Regions from separate parts of the Arachis hypogaea genome. Here region 1 is linked to region 2. A link is a contact called in public Hi-C data. All regions are on one chromosome and are shown on one strand. The core of a region is the stretch at or near the end of the contact, and the rest is flanking DNA. Distances in the headings are between cores, read along the strand shown.

Region 1 (5,134 bases), core at 253-2,752, 780 kb after region 2:
TTATTTATATATTTTTTTATTTATTTAAATTTTTGAGATTATAAATTTTAAAATACATTAAAACTTACAAGATAAAGATAAGATTTTATTCTGTTCAAAATATTTATCATTAGAATAAGACAAGAGTAGATAGTTACTATTTTAATATTTTTATTTTTATTTTTTATACTTCATTTTTTTTTTTTATCTTTGACCATTATTCTGACTTTGTTGTCAAAGATGTAACTAATATAGTTTGAAGAAATTGTAATTATCCCTTTAAACACAAATGCTTTTTCCCTAAAAAATATCAATCTAGAGACAATTAAGATTGAAACAAAGTTTTCTATACTTAAAACTTGCTTAGTGTCTTGTTACACTACTACCAAACATGTAATAAACCCAAAAGGAAAGGAAAGGAAAGGAGAAGGAAGGTAAAGAAAAGTGGGAAATGGAATTGCAAGCGTGTGGGGTAGTAATTTGATGTGACTAAGATTTTGAAGGCAAAGATGAGGGACACTCAGAGAATTAGCCACGTGTGACACTCTCAACTCTCACTCACAACTTCACATTGAGGCAGCAACGCGGGGTTCGACGTGTGCAACAAACAAACCAAAATGCCTTCTCCACTCATACTCATAGTCATAGGCACCACCACCCATTACTATTCTTCAATCAAAAAAGCCCAATCTTCTTCACACCCCTCCTATTTGTTCATCTTACAACCTAATGGGCCAATAGATTACCATCGTTAAACACACACACACATACCACTCTTTTCTTTCGCCGCTTTCATTTTCTTTTACTTTTTTTTAGACCCTTTCAAGTTTCAACTCTCTCTCTCTCTCTCTCACTCTCTCTCTCTCAATCTAAATTGTTTTCTTCTATTTCCATGTTATACCAATTAATGGCCTTTATAATACTATGAATTATTAAATATATACTAATAAAGCAAAAGAAACTCAATTTAAAATTCTTGACTAATTTCTTTTATGAAAGTATTAAGTAAATTCATATCACATTATAATACCTAGGTATTAGTCCGTTAAACAAACCAAATTTACCTTGGTCTCTTGCCGTTGTTTTAATTTTATTCTCATCAATTATCACGTGTGATTGCTCTCAATTTAAGGAATTTTCCCTCTATATCATAAAGAAAAGTATAGATAAATAATTTTTAATTATTAATTTTAAATAATTATAATTAATAATTATTAATTCTATATTTTTAAAAATAAAATTTAAATAATTACTAATTAATAATAATTAATTAATATAAAATATAATTTAAAAATATTTATTAATTTGTTGTTAGTTAAATCCCTGTTAATTATCTAGTAAAATTAAGATTATAATCCTTATTGTTCCCCTTTCCTTTCTCTTGTTATTTCCACAATAAAATAAGCTTTTCTTTTGTAGTGTAGAGAGAGAAAGCGAAGTAGAGTGTTCGTGGCAGTGTATCATGCAGCTATGCCCCATATACAACCCCACCTTGTCTTGATCACTTATTGGCAATCCAACTTTTTTAATTTTCTTTTTTCTTCTTTTTTTTCATTCTCAATACTCTCTTTCCCTCAATTTCTTAATCCTACACGTGGTCTTCTCTTACATGTCTAAGTTGAACCTCCATGCCTCCAACCCCTTCTCCCCACTATATATATCCGGTCTCTCACTCCCCTCATCCCTCAACTTTCTCACTCACAAACCACCTCTCTCAAACAAAACATAGAAAAGCAAAAAACATTCTTAAACAAAAAAAATTACACACACACACACTAATCCAAATTCCAAATTCAAAACTCATACAACATTAATAGAGCAAGTTTTCAATATTCACCCCTGCTACTTACTTGCTTACTCTCACACTCACATCACTACACTTTCAAAATAGAGCAACCATGGCAGCAACTTCAAACACATGGATCAATACCAAACTTCCATCATCATGCTCCTCTTTAAAAGGTGCATCATGTTCACCTCAAACACCATCCTCATTCACTATCAGGAGTAACAAGAGGAGGTCTAATTACAATAAAATCAAATGCTCACTCCAAACACTCCACTTCCCAAAACAGTTACAACCAACCACAACAACAACAAAACCAAAACCAACAAAAGAAAATAAAACCGCATCCACAACCACAACCACAACCGCAGCTCCGGTTAAAGACTTGAACCTTATACAAAAGGCGGCCGCGATGGCAATAGACTTCGCGGAATCCGCCTTAGCCTCCCACGAGCGCCAACACCCGCTCCCAAAGACCGCGGATCCCCGCGTTCAGATCGCCGGAAACTTCGCACCGGTGCCGGAGCATCCCTCGACTCACTCCCTCCCAATCGCCGGGAAACTCCCGGAATGCATTGACGGAGTCTATGTCCGCAACGGTGCCAATCCGATGTACGAGCCCCTCGCCGGACACCATCTCTTCGACGGCGACGGCATGGTTCACGCCGTGAAATTCCACAACGGCTCTGCCAGCTACTCCTGCCGGTTCACCGAAACAAACCGCCTCGTCCAAGAGAAATCCCTCGGAAAACCGGTGTTCCCGAAAGCCATCGGAGAACTCCACGGTCACTCCGGAATCGCTCGCCTCCTCTTGTTCTACGCCCGCGGCCTCTTCGGCATCGTCGACGGTAAAAACGGAATGGGCGTCGCAAACGCCGGTCTGGTCTACTTCAATAACCGCCTCTTGGCGATGTCCGAGGATGATTTGCCTTACCACGTGCGCGTCACGCCAAACGGGGATTTAAAAACCGTTGGCCGTTACGACTTTAACGGCCAACTGAAATCCACGATGATCGCACATCCCAAAGTGGATCCAGTCTCAGGCGAACTCTTTGCTCTAAGTTACGACGTCATTTCAAAGCCTTACCTAAAGTACTTCAAATTCAATAAGGACGGAACGAAGTCGAAGGACGTTGATATTCCGTTGAAGGTCCCAACGATGATGCACGATTTCGCGATAACCGAGAATTTCGTGGTGGTACCGGACCAGCAGGTGGTTTTCAAGCTTGGCGAGATGATGAGGGGTGGATCACCGGTTGTTTACGACAAAGAGAAGGTCTCTAGGTTTGGGATTCTTGACAAGAATGCCACCGACTCAGACGGTATCCGGTGGATTGAAGCGCCAGAGTGCTTCTGCTTCCATCTATGGAATGCGTGGGAGGAGAAAGAAACTGATGAGGTTGTTGTGATTGGATCGTGCATGACCCCTGCCGACTCCATTTTCAACGAGTGCGATGAGAATTTGAAGAGTGTGTTATCGGAGATAAGGTTGAACTTGAAGACAGGGAAATCAACAAGAAAGGCTATAATCCGTGAAGAAGAACAGGTGAACTTGGAGGCAGGGATGGTGAACAAGAACAAGCTTGGAAGGAAGACACAGTTCGCATACTTGGCACTCGCCGAGCCATGGCCTAAGGTGTCTGGTTTCGCCAAGGTTGATCTGTCCAGCGGCGAAGTAAAGAAGTACATGTATGGCGGTGAGAAATTCGGCGGTGAGCCGATGTTTCTTCCTCGATCGGCGTCGTCGGAGAGGGAAGACGACGGTTACATTCTTGCATTTGTTCATGACGAGAAGGAGTGGAGGTCTGAGCTTCAGGTTGTGAATGCAATGACTCTGGAGCTTGAGGCTACAATTGAGTTACCTTCAAGAGTGCCTTATGGTTTCCATGGCACATTCATTCAATCCAAGGATCTCCGGAAGCAGGCTTGATTATTTTCCGTTGAGACCTTCCTTTCTTTCTTTCTTTCTTTATTTGCTTTTAGATCCTTCTTTCGTGTGAGCGAGGGGAGATTTTTACCTGTGGGATTGTTTGCAGATATGTCCCCGGAATCTCCATCCTCTCTGTTATTTTCAAGCAGAAGTAGAGGCTCATGTTTCTCTCTGCATTCTTTTTCCTTTTTTTTTTTAATTATTCTTAAGTTTGGGGAGTTTTGAGTGAGAGGTTTTGGGGGACCATAGCTTGTAGCTTTTGGGTGTAGTATAGCAAAATGAAAGCTCAGCTGGGTCTCTGCTTATTCTTTCACTTAAATTTTAGATGTCATGAAAAAGTCTTGAGGGAAAACAACAAGTTGTGTGTATATCACAATATAGATTATTATGTGATATATGATATTGTGTAAGGTGGATACTACAATGAAGATGGCATAATTGTCTTCATATGAGTATATTTCTTTTTGACCTTTGGATGATGGATTGTATGGTTAGATTTTGATATTTATAAAAGTGTTGTTTTTGTTTAAAGTGTGGCTAAATAAATAAACCACACTTTTAACCAAAGCATCTTCATGAGAAGATATTTTTGCCATCTTCATTGTAGTATCCACCATTGTGTAAATTTCTGTCCAGCACAGGTTTCTGTTGTAAATATATCAGAAATAACAGTAATTTCACTTCTTCTTTTAAATCCATGTTTGCTACCTGTTAGTGTCTAGAATATAATATCTTGATTTTTGACTTCCTTCTCGTCCTAGTGATGTGTAGGATTTTGAGAAACCGAACCCAGAACAGAAAAGGAAAATTAAAGAAGAAAAAATAAAAAATAAAAACAAATAAAAGTGAATGCAATGTTCACGACTTAGGTGCCTTTTTAGTTGATGTAGCCTATATTTCAGGAAAGGATACATTAAAAAAATCAGTCTCCAATTACAATAGTTTTGTGAATCTATTCATTATGTGGAGATACTCAAACTCAATAATGTCCCTTAGTATAAGGTTTTAACAATTTAATTTTTATGAAAGTGTAGAAAACAAACAATAATATATGGAGACACTAAAAAATTAACTCAAATGGTTTAAATTTATCTTATTTAATATTTATTAATTTTAGTGATAATTAATAATATTAAATAAGATAAAATTTAATTTATTTTTTATTGTCTCTTTGACATTATTGAAAAACAAATTATACATGTTTAATCATGTATGATTATATCAATAAATTTTTTTAATTTAACTAATTATTAATCAATAATGATAATTAAGCATTTAATTAGATAATAATTTAAAATTCTTTAAATTTATTGGTGTAAAACAGTTAAACTAAAAATTAAATGAAAATTAATTTTGCAATGTCTTCATCATCCGTTCCATTTAGTTTTTCAGGGTTTTTTTTATGATAAAATAATAAGTAACCAATCACATCCAAGCAC
Region 2 (5,193 bases), core at 1,064-3,563:
GATACCTTTTAGACTTATAAAATTTGCCATAATAAAATGACGGTATATCTCCCATGTCTTTTCTATTCTTTAATCTGGTATACTGCTTTAATTTTCTTCTTTAAATTATTGTTTTGACTATGCCACAGACGCAGCCCTTCAAAACCATTATCCACTTTCTTAGGCACCCACATGGTTGGGATGGTTAAACCAATAGCAAAACAAAGTGAGTTATCATGCACAGCTTCTAAATCAGCAAGATTCTTTTAAAGTTGAAGCTGTTCATTCTTCCAAGAAGGAAGGAACGTCCACCTGGTGTTCAAGACTGACTTGCGGATTCATTTGCAGGGCTCCAACTATGTTATTTATATCTGGAGAACTTGGAGGACTTTCAGAGGTATGCTCTACGAAATGATCATTATCCTACTGAATTGACTCCATCTGCCAAGCAATACAAGTTTGTAAACCCATAACTTCAACTGAATATCTGAGAATATTGCAGAGAAAATTTAGATTAGTTATATGGTCAAGAATACACTTCAAAAATTAGTAGAAACTACATCTACCAGTATTGTTCCAGGGAAACTTGACTAGTTTCTAACCAACCATTTCATATTTTTTCTCAACAGCACTTGAGCAAAGCCTCTTATTTATTGAAGGAATTGGAATTTGATAACCTTCCTCATTCAAAATCATTCTCATAGTGATCCATTTGACCCATTACAATTTCAACAAATATATCTAATACATTTTTTAACAGAGATCGATCAATCTGCTCTCCTTCTTGTTCTTGATCAATCTTTTATAGAAAAGAAGAGGGGTTAGTTTATTCAAATGTTTTAAATTGAAAATCTTTTATGCCAAGGAAGAAAACACATACAAAAGAAATTACTGCATCTCTCACTTTCATAGACATGCTTTTAAATTAAAATCCCCAGCTTAGAAAAGAAACCACAATCTGCATCCTCAATTTAGATACCATACTCAAGAGAAATAGCTGCAAGTTTATTCATTGATTCTGATTATTTAGCCTCCTCTCTCATTCTTTTCTTCTTTATATATATAAGGGTCTATAAAACAAGCAATACTTTTCAACATGCAATATCAATAGGACTAATCCATGTGTCTTATCCCTTCCACTTTTTCAGAGGTATTAATATTGGCATGTAAGCCATTAACATGTGACGAGCCTGCACACAAGAGAATGCACTAGTTAGCAATTAAAGTAAGCATGCTTTTCAATTTTATAGTGAAATGATTATCAATTTTTTAGATACTGACAAAAGAGAAATGGAATGATTAAAAGCAATTGTCAACATACAGATTTATCAAGCCCAACAAGGATTAAGGAATCACATTCTATAATGCCCTAATTCTTCAAATTTTTTTTCCTACAAGTACAAAAAATTATTTGAATAATAATAAAAATGTGAGACAATTTTTGCAAGGGTGCAATTAGTGCACCTATATTGTTTTAATCTTGAGACATACTTTATTATTTACAGTTTAAAATATTTAAACTGCAACCATTCGTTTTCAGACAATGTCATTTAATTGCAAAAGGTCAATTTTCCTTTTTTAATTAATCCATTTATATGTTTGATTATTTTTGGTTTATCATCATTCATATGCGTCGACAGGGGATTTGCAAGAGAGAGTGAACACTGAGGAGGGAGGCCTTGCCAAAGAAAATCACCGCCAAAGGAGGGTTAGGGTTTACAGCGCTCCAGGCGGCAGAGCGAGCGTCGATAGAGGATTTGTGAGAGACCGTGAGCGTCGAAGGAGGCCTTGCCAGAGATATGGAGTGTCCAAAGATGTACTTTGGAAGCACTTTCAAGTGTAAATTTAATAATATTATAAAGATCAACGTAATAATTAAACTTAAATTTTATAAAGGTACATTTTTTTTGGATCAAATTACATCATGTGAAGTTCAAATCCGAGATCTGTAGACAAAGAGACATATGCCATCTAACTACCACTCATTTTCTTTACAGTGAAATTTCCTTTTCTTTTTTTTTCCTTGTCTTGGGCTATATCCATAAACCCTATCCAAACCTGAACTTCATTTATATTTTTGTGAAATCCTTGTTGAAATGTCCAGTTAAAAAAGAGTGCGTATTTAAGTTTGGGCCTTGAAATGAAAGTTATACTATTATGTTCTTTTACCATTAAAATGATAATCCCTGGTCCAACCAAAGGTACCAAATCAACTCGAAACCCACTGAACAAAAAAAATGGAAACCCATCAACTTCTTTTTGTCTTTACCCTGATCGTTCATGGTCCCCCTATTCATGACCAAATAAAAAAAGTAAAATACTCCTATCATGTTTTCATCAAAAGTAAAACAAAAGCTCACATTTATTTGGGAAGTATGATATAGTGTTGGCCTCAACCTTGTGCTACGGTCCACTTATTGGATCTGTTCTTCTCATGTCCAAAATAAAAAGAACTGTTATTCTTGTGGGTTCCGAAAAAAAACGTATACTCCTTAGAAAGAGCAATACATCACCTGACCAAAAAATAAATAAATAAATAAAGAGCAATACATCAGAGTTAGGGTTCTTTGAATTGAACCACACCCTGTTACTAAAAGTGGTATCTATCTATGATGTTATAAAATTCCTAATCTCTCACTCTGACCCCCCAAAAACAAAGACCCATACATCAAAACCAAAAAAAAAAAAAAAAAAAAAAAAAAAGAAAGAGCCGAAAAAGAAAAATTGATTGAAAGAAATTTTATTATCTAGTTTTATACGCAGAATTTCTTTTAACATTTTTTCTACATATAACAATTTTTCCTTAAGTTCTTTTTTTTTCTCCTCCTTGTGGGAATAATAATAATAATCAAAGTGATGGTTTCATTGCATATTTTTTTATGGCATGTAAATGCTGATATACTTATTTCTTACAAGATTTGTTTTTCTCTGAGAAGTAGGGCATGATTATGTGTTCTATATACTTTAGATTGGACATGAAAACCTGTAAAATTTGTAGCTAATTGTCTCAACTATCGATATGTATATAAGTCAATGAAACATTAGTAACTATATTCAATAGAAAATATCTTAGATATAACCTAAAATATTACAAAGGATTGAGAATTTTTTACATACTAGCTTATAGGCTAATCATCCATTGGGTTGGCCTATTGCAAAAGGGCTTAAAGGAAAGGGACGTTGTCTCAACTACTACAACTCTTACTGCAAATTTCTATAAATAAACTTCAATAAATTGACTCAATAATCGTTTTTTTACCCTACAATATACTTCTTGGAATATGGTTAACTTAGGCAACAAAGTCTGTTGTAGGTACACCTAAATTTGCACTAAAGGGACTAAAACTTCTAAAAAATTGTTAGAGGTAGCCACTCATGTAAATCTAATGGAAGACGGAATTCAAATAAGTGAATAATTTAGAATTTAAATTTGATGCATTATTAGTATAAAACAATTTTATAAGTGCATCTTATGTAATTGTTCATATCCTAATTTAGAATATAAGCCAGATTCAATAAAGCTGAAATGTTCTACTAAAAAAGTGGTCTCTACAATATACTCGACCTTTTTGAAGAGATCGGAATAAACGAAAATGGGCAGCCTATACTTACCTAAGTAAGTAACTGCCTCCCAAAATCTCTCACCCACTTCTAAAAAGAGATCTCAACAAGCCCTAAAATAAAAGGACGGTTATCCACCACTAGAAGTAAAATTACTTCAACGGTGGTTATTGGCTCATCACCTATAAATATCCTGACACACTCAGGTACCTTGAAGTTCTAATACATCAAAAACCTGCTTAACCCCTTGTTGACTTAGGCATGCATTGAAGTGTCTTTCAGGTACCACTCCCTACCTTTTCAAACACACACAATTCAGACGGCGGCTCTCTGACGCAGGACAAGTCGGGGACCACTCCCTTGAGTATTTGGGCATCGCATCCGAACCCAAACATAATCTGGTTTCAAGTAACTTCCAGAACAGTAATATTATGCCAATAAAACTAAATATCTTTTATATTTACTGAGTGTGTGCATAATCATCCAAATAAATAAAACTTAAATTGTAAACCCATGACTAAAACCTCTAATTTGTTTTCCAAATTCAAAATGTTAACAATGTACTAAAGTTGATTTAACTAGCAAATTTTATTTTAAAAATTTGTATGATTGAAAATTTGTTAAGAGTGGAACAGCCGTGTTACGAAAGTTTATAGAACTTAATTAATCAAATAAGAAGTCTTCTTCTTCTTCTTCCTTTGTGATTTATATTTCTAATTGAGTGACCAATAATGCCAAATTCCCAATTCCAAGTGTCATTTTCCACAAAATTTTTCCACAACCATTAGTAATTAACAATAATAGGAATCTCCTCTCATATGGCGGTGCATTAAAAGTTGAGTCAAGGTAGGTAGGTAAATCCAAACAAAAACAAAAAGAAAGAAAGAGAGAAAACCACAAGCAAAGATAACGTCTCATTTTTTTGATAATTACATTTGATTTGATTCATGTACGCGTACCTCAATTTTTTTTGCACTATTCATAGAACATTAATATCACTATGTGAGTGCGTGCGTTGTCGCTTCATCAAATAAAGAGAAGCAAACAATAATGTGTTTCATTTCACCTTTTTGACGGTCGTTGATAGAGTCGGTGAGATCCTTTGTTTGCAGACACGTGGCGGGCCATAGGTGATTGTAACTTGTAACAAGAACATTTGACATGGTCTTACGAGAATGATTCTGATTGGTCAACGTGGCGTGCATGTGCCTAACGACTTTTTGTGACAACCCTTTAATAACGGCAGTTTTAAGTTGTGAAGTTATTTCTGTTGGGTTTTGCTTTGTGAGAATTTCGGTTCAAAATCACCACTTTCTTTGTCTCTTCTTCTCTCTCTATCTCTTGCATGGCTCTTTCTTTCTTTGCATAATAAATTTAATCTCATTACTTTAGACATGGATGTGGACACTTCATGATGTGCTCATTTTTAAATCATGGCGTAATTTTTACCACTTTCATTCGCCTTCAAATCATAACCACGATTAATATTATTAATAATGAAAAAGAATAAAATTCTAGTAGAAACAAAGTACTATGATTTTTTTTTTTTGTTTTTCCTCTTTGATTAAATATTTTGATACGTATTTATAAGTAATATTCTAATACAAATTTTACCCAAATTATAAAGTTACAGAATACAACAAAAACAAATCT

What was found. A called contact is a pair of places that touch in the nucleus more often than the background predicts.
Region 1: a contact with region 2 is called in a Hi-C map of leaf, with 2.7 times the contacts expected there. The contact joins the promoter of LOC112771106 here to the enhancer-like site in region 2. A contact is called at or near these places in 2 of 8 Hi-C or Micro-C datasets (leaf and an unstated tissue).

What each region holds. Positions count from the first base shown.
Region 1 is chr18:48,323,050-48,328,183 of arahy.Tifrunner.gnm2.J5K5, forward strand. LOC112771106 (9-cis-epoxycarotenoid dioxygenase NCED1, chloroplastic) reads left to right here and starts at 1,503. Exons shown (of 1, transcript XM_025815725.3): 1 at 1,503-4,105. The coding sequence starts at 1,878. The coding sequence ends at 3,695.
Region 2 is chr18:47,542,883-47,548,075 of arahy.Tifrunner.gnm2.J5K5, forward strand. No RefSeq gene overlaps it. Among protein-coding and RNA genes, the nearest start is that of LOC112769404, 22 kb to the left of the region's middle. Within about 2 kb of position 2,314, at least 3 of the 3 cell types and tissues checked have open chromatin away from gene starts, as enhancers often do.